Linked DNA regions of Ovis aries: region 2 is linked to region 1. The links are chromatin contacts, called in public Hi-C maps. All regions are on one chromosome and are shown on one strand. The core of a region is the stretch at or near the end of the contact, and the rest is flanking DNA. Distances in the headings are between cores, read along the strand shown. Region 1 overlaps NR2C2 (nuclear receptor subfamily 2 group C member 2). Region 2 holds the start of NR2C2 (nuclear receptor subfamily 2 group C member 2).

Region 1 (2,700 bases), core at 193-2,692:
TTATGTGGGCAGAAGACGTTAGGGCACTATCAATCACCCTGATATAACTGACACTCATGAAATACTCCAGCTAGCAACAGCAGAATATACATTCTTCCGCAGCCTGCATGAAACATTCACTAAGACAGACCACATTCTGGGCCAGAAAACACACACACACACCCTCTCAAAATATTTCACTGAGTATGTAAGAAACAGGCACTCTCATACCAGGCTGGCCGGAGTACAAACTGGCAGAACCTCTTTGGAAGGCAGTCTGGCAACTACTGTCAGAATGACACGACATGCTTACTACCAGCGACCCTGTTCTGAATAACTGATCCTACAGGAATACTCTCAGGTGGAAGGTTATTTATCGCAACATTCATAAAATGAAATCTCAAAACCCTACTTAATAAAAAGAGGAGGCTCTATTTGTACCACTTTACTCCGAAAAAGTGAAGTGCAGAGCAGTGTGGGCAGAATGTGGACAGGCGTGTAAAGTATGCTGTTCTGCTTACATGCATACTCACAGGTGTAGGCGCAGAGCCAGCCTCTGAAAAAAGGAAGCAACATGGCAACAGCGGCCGTTCTTGGGAGAGATACAGAGAGGGAGACTCGTCTTTTACTTTCTCTGGTGTGACTCAGTTACAGCGTGTCCCTATTACCCATTCAACCCACACAACTCCTATGAGAACCTGAGAGGAGCCACCAGAGCTATCAGAGCAAGAGAGGAAGCACCAGAGGCTGCGGATGGAGAAAGGACCGAGAGCAGGCACTGGCAGGAACACGCAGGAAGGACACGCAGGAACGCAGAGCTGACATAAGAGACCAAGGGAAGGAAGCCGCAGGAGCCCGAGCTGCACTCCCCTGGGGAATGTAATGAGGATTCCAGACTTTTAAAAGACAGACAGCACAAGTCTTTTCTAGTAACAGGTGAAATATCCAAAAAAAAAGAGGAGATAAAAAAGCACTGTATCATATAAATGTATTTCATAAGCCTAAACATTTCCTTCAGTCAAACAGTAAGTACAATTATGCTCTACTGAAAACATAAATGTGAAACAGAGAGTGTGGAGGAATAGCTCAGGCACGCCTTAAAATCCACAGGTGGAAAAGAAGCTTTAAGCCAAGATCTGCCCTGACGAGAATGAAGGCGGTGTCCAAGTGAGCACAGTGGCCTCCAGCACATCAAATCTGTACGTAACGTGTGCAAGTGTTTTCCTTTTAATCTACAGCATCACTGACTTGATGCACGTGAAACGGAGCAACCTCTAGAAGGTAGTGAAGGGCAGGGGAGCCTGGTGTGCTGCCGTCCACGGGGTCACAGAGAGGCAGACGTGACTGAGCAACAAAGAATCACGGTGAAAGCTGGATTAAAAAATGACATTTGAACGTAGTATGTGCATGATCTTGGAAGTAATAAAGAACAGAGCTTGAAAACCGCTGGCCTAGAGAGACTGCATATGATGAACACTCATGGAATTTCCTGAGAAGCTCGGTTCTGTGACTGGACTGCTCCAGCGAGGCCTCCCTCAGACAAGCTGGGGGCTCCCTCTTGCCGCCATCCTCTTCCTCCCACTTTCTGCACGGCACTGCTGCGTCCCCCAGACACCAGCGCTCTCCACCCAGTCACGCGCCTGCCTCTCCCCACACCGGGAGCGTCACTCCCCACACCGTGGTCCCAAAGCCCTTTCGCAGCCAGTGGGACAGCACGCAGCAGTGACACAGACCCAGCGTCAGGGCAGCCCGCTGCTGGTCCACACAGCCAGATGTGTTGTTGGTCGTGTGCTGACTGGTACCTTAATTTCTGCTGTCATTATTAAAAACAGTAAAAAGAAATCCTAGGATGGGGGAAAAAACAACTACAGAGGACTTGGTTGGGAAAAACTGATGAATTTTAGAATTTGGACTACGGATTAGATAATGGCTTATTTCAATATTAAATTTCCTGATTTTGATCACTGTAGTATAATTATGTAGGAGAATGTCATTCTCCATAGAAAATGCAACGGAGGTATCCAGGGCAAAGCAGCGTGATGTTTCTATTTTTATTCTCAAATGATTCAGAAAAAAATACATCATGCATACATTCAGAATGTCACAGCAAAACCTGGTGGATCTGTATAAAGGGAATACAAGATTCCTATGCATTACTGTCCTTATGTCTGAACTTGTATGAAAATAAAACATTAAAAAATCGTGACACAGATGCTAACATCTATTGATCTCTACTTCCTATAGGTTTATAGGCATTATCTCTTAATCTTTTTACAATGCCATAAAATAGGTATTATTACTATTGTCACTTAATAGTTACAGATGTTATAGAAACTTTCCCCAGGGTCACACAATGGAGTAGAAACAAGATTTAATCCTAAACTCTGTTTCGTTCAGAGCCAAAAGTTTCTAAATGTTGCACAGCTTGCCATCCTTACTGAATAATCTTTCCCTCACAAACTTATCACAGACCTACTATCTAGATCAGAGCACTGATTGCTCATTAAAACATCAGGAAAGGAACTCTCTTCCCACAATGGTTTGGAGATCCAACACTGAAGTCAGGACTAGAAAGGAAAACTTGATAGAAGACACCGGCACCAACATCAAGAACTAGAAACCAACTTAAGCTGGTTATGACCATAACTCTTCTTTAAATACCAAACCTTCAAACACACTTCAGTTGAAGCAAAGTATATTCAGTTTTATTGACAGTTCACA
Region 2 (2,700 bases), core at 184-2,683, 78 kb after region 1:
TGCAAAGTAGCCTGGACTCCATTTTCTGAGTTGAGCACCTCACACGAGCTGAGAAGGGAGGTCCGGCCTGCTAAGAACGCCCATCCTCCCATTTTAGGGTCGATGAAATTGAGCCTCAGGAAGGGGATTCGCCCGCAGCCGCGCCGACAACACTGGCAGGAGCCCTAAGAGGTATCGATTCCACAACGCCCTATCCCACGAGCCGACGGCCCTGGGTTCAGGATGCTTCATCACCTTTATTACTATTGTTCAGCAGCACTCACTCCGGACGCGCACCAGGCGGAGGGCGCGCCCCAGCCCTCGCCGCGTCCCCGCGCGTCCCACGCGCCCCCGGCCGCGCCCCGCCCCCAGGCCCCGCCCCCAAGCCCCCACGCCGCGCCCGGGTCTCTGCTCCCGCCCCGCCAAGGGCGCCCGCGCCGCGCGGGGACCACCCCCTGCCAGCAAAGCCCAATCAGCAGAGGCCCAGGGGGCGGGGCCGCGAGGCCCCGGCCCTCCTATCTGGGCGCCAATTGACCCCCTCAGCTGTCACTCATAAGGTCGCACCCGCACACCCGCCTTCCTCCCTTTCCTCCAACCCTCCCCTTCAGGGGAAAAAAAAAAAACCGAAACGGCGGTTGGGCCACGGCGGTGGCCAACGGCGGGCGGGAAGCGGAGGGGAGAGGAGCCGGGGAGTGAGGGAAGGAGGGCTCTGGGAGGAGCAGGCGATGAAGGAGGAGGAGGGGAGCCCGGCCCAGCCGGAGCCGTCGCCGCCGAGGACAAAATGGCGACGCTGGCGGAGGGCCAACTGTGAGGCGGGGCCGCGGCGTCCCCCCTCCGCCCCCACCCTCGCGCCGGCCGGGCCGGTCAGGGGGAGCCCGCTCGCCTCGCCGGCCGCGGGCGGGGAGGGGAGGGGAGCGGCCCGGCCCACTATGCAAAGCGGCCGGCGCCACCGCCCCGTGGCAAAGGTAAAAGGGTCGGGTTCAGCCGCCGCCGCCGCGGCGCCTCCATGTCCGCGCGCCAGGCCCGCCCCCTCCGCCGCCGGCCCGAGCCCGCCCCGGCCCTTTTTTTTTTTTCTCCCCTTCAATTTTTACCTCAGGATTTGGCGCCAAAGCGGCCTCGAAGCAGGTCCCGTGTCTGCGGCGGGTCGGCCCCCGGCGCGGAGGGCAGGGCGCGGGGGGGAGGCCGGCTTCCCGGCGTCGGCGTTTGGCGGGAGCCCCCGGGCCGCTTAGGCTCGCGGGGCAGCTGGCGAGAGACGGGACGCCGAGGTGGGAGCTGGACGGCGGGGGCGGGCCCGGAGGCGCCGCCGGGGTCGCGGGGAAGGAGGGGTTTGTTATTGTTTTTGTCAGTGAAAGGTCAGAGTTCGTGACCCCGGTGCCGCCGCCGCCGCCGCCGCCCGCGCGCTGGGAGGAGGAGGGCGAATGTTCTTCTTCCTCTTCCCGGCGCCAGCCTCGTCGCGGCCGCGGGGGGCGGGCGAGCACGCGATTGGCTGAGGCGCGCGCGCGCGCCGGAACGCGCCGGCCGCGCCGCTCCGGCAGGCCCCTCCGCGGCCGCGGCCCGGGCGGCGGCTCCGGTGTCCGCCGGGGTCTCTGTCCGGGCTCGGCCGCGCCGCCATACGGCCACCGCGGAGCTTAAACGCCGAGGTCGTCGGGGCGTGGGGTTGGCTGGGCGTTGTCAAAGGCCGGGAACGCCGGCCTCCCCGTTATTCGGAGTGGCCCGCCCGCGAGCTCCTCGAGGCCGGATGGGGACCGTGTTCTCGCCGTAACGTCCCCCACCCGGGCCTCCGCCGAGCCCAGCCGAAGCCTCTGTGCTTGTGGACTGAAGAAGTGATGGCGGCGGAGCGCCCGGAGGGCGGAAGTGGGTGGTTTGTTGGGTGGGCGTTGACCGGTTCGTGCCCTCGGTCCGGATGATCCGAGGATGCACCAGCTTCTGGGAGTATCAGGTAACGTGTTGAAGCCCTCCCAAGCCTGTCACTGTCTTTTCTGGAATATATGCCCCAAGTCTTACGTCCAGAGTCTCCTCGCGATTTGAAACTGAACAACAGTGCTTCCGTTCAGTTCAGTCGCTCACTCGTGTCCGACTCTTGGGGACCCCATGGACTGCAGCACGCCAGGCCTCCGTGTCCATCACCAACTCCCGGAGCTTGCTCAAACTCATGTCCATCGAGTCGGTGATGCCATCCAACCGTCTCATCCTCTGCCGTCCCTTGTCCTGCCTTCAGTCTTTCCCAGCATCGGGGTCTTTCCCAGTGAGTCAGTTCTCATCAGGTGGCCAAAGGATTGGAGCTTCAGCTTCAGCATCAATCAGTCCTACCAATGAAGTGCAACAATGCTAAAGTGTATACAAAGAAACTTCTTGTAGAGTTGGCTTACGTATACAAATACAGTTGCTCCTCTTGATCCTATGAATCTTGGGTTGTAGGTATTCCCTAGATATTTCTCTCATAGTGATGGTTTTACTTGCTTTGCATGGTGCAGACTGCCGTTTTATTTGGGATGCCCTGAGCTGCATAGGGCAGACCGCTTGATGACCGTGCCTTTTGATAGGCCTAAGATCCGCTGCTAATTGATTTTTTCTGAACTTTTCTTGTTTATTATTAATAAATTCTTACTCGAAGATGGATGATTTAACCTTTTTTTTAACCAGTAGCCATTTAGCTTTTATCAGTGTGACCTCAGCTTTGAGTATTTCGTCCATAATCTTGTAATATTTTTATTTGATAGG

What was found. A called contact is a pair of places that touch in the nucleus more often than the background predicts.
Region 2: a contact with region 1 is called in a Hi-C map of skin fibroblasts, with 2.5 times the contacts expected there. The contact joins the promoter of NR2C2 here to the enhancer-like site in region 1. A contact is called at or near these places in 3 of 16 Hi-C or Micro-C datasets (hypothalamus, mesenteric adipose tissue and skin fibroblasts).

What each region holds. Positions count from the first base shown.
Region 1 is chr19:57,227,814-57,230,513 of ARS-UI_Ramb_v3.0, forward strand. The region is part of intron 2 of NR2C2 (nuclear receptor subfamily 2 group C member 2); the gene reads right to left. Among named protein-coding and RNA genes, the nearest start is that of NR2C2, 78 kb to the right of the region's middle. Within about 2 kb of position 1,443, at least 13 of the 54 cell types and tissues checked have an H3K27ac peak or open chromatin away from gene starts, as enhancers often do.
Region 2 is chr19:57,305,353-57,308,052 of ARS-UI_Ramb_v3.0, forward strand. It overlaps NR2C2 (nuclear receptor subfamily 2 group C member 2), which reads right to left and starts at 1,434. Exons shown (of 14, transcript XM_027957808.2): 1 at 1,071-1,434. It overlaps LOC132658194 (a long non-coding RNA gene), which reads left to right and starts at 1,486. Exons shown (of 2, transcript XR_009597473.1): 1 at 1,486-1,918; 2 at 2,034-2,700.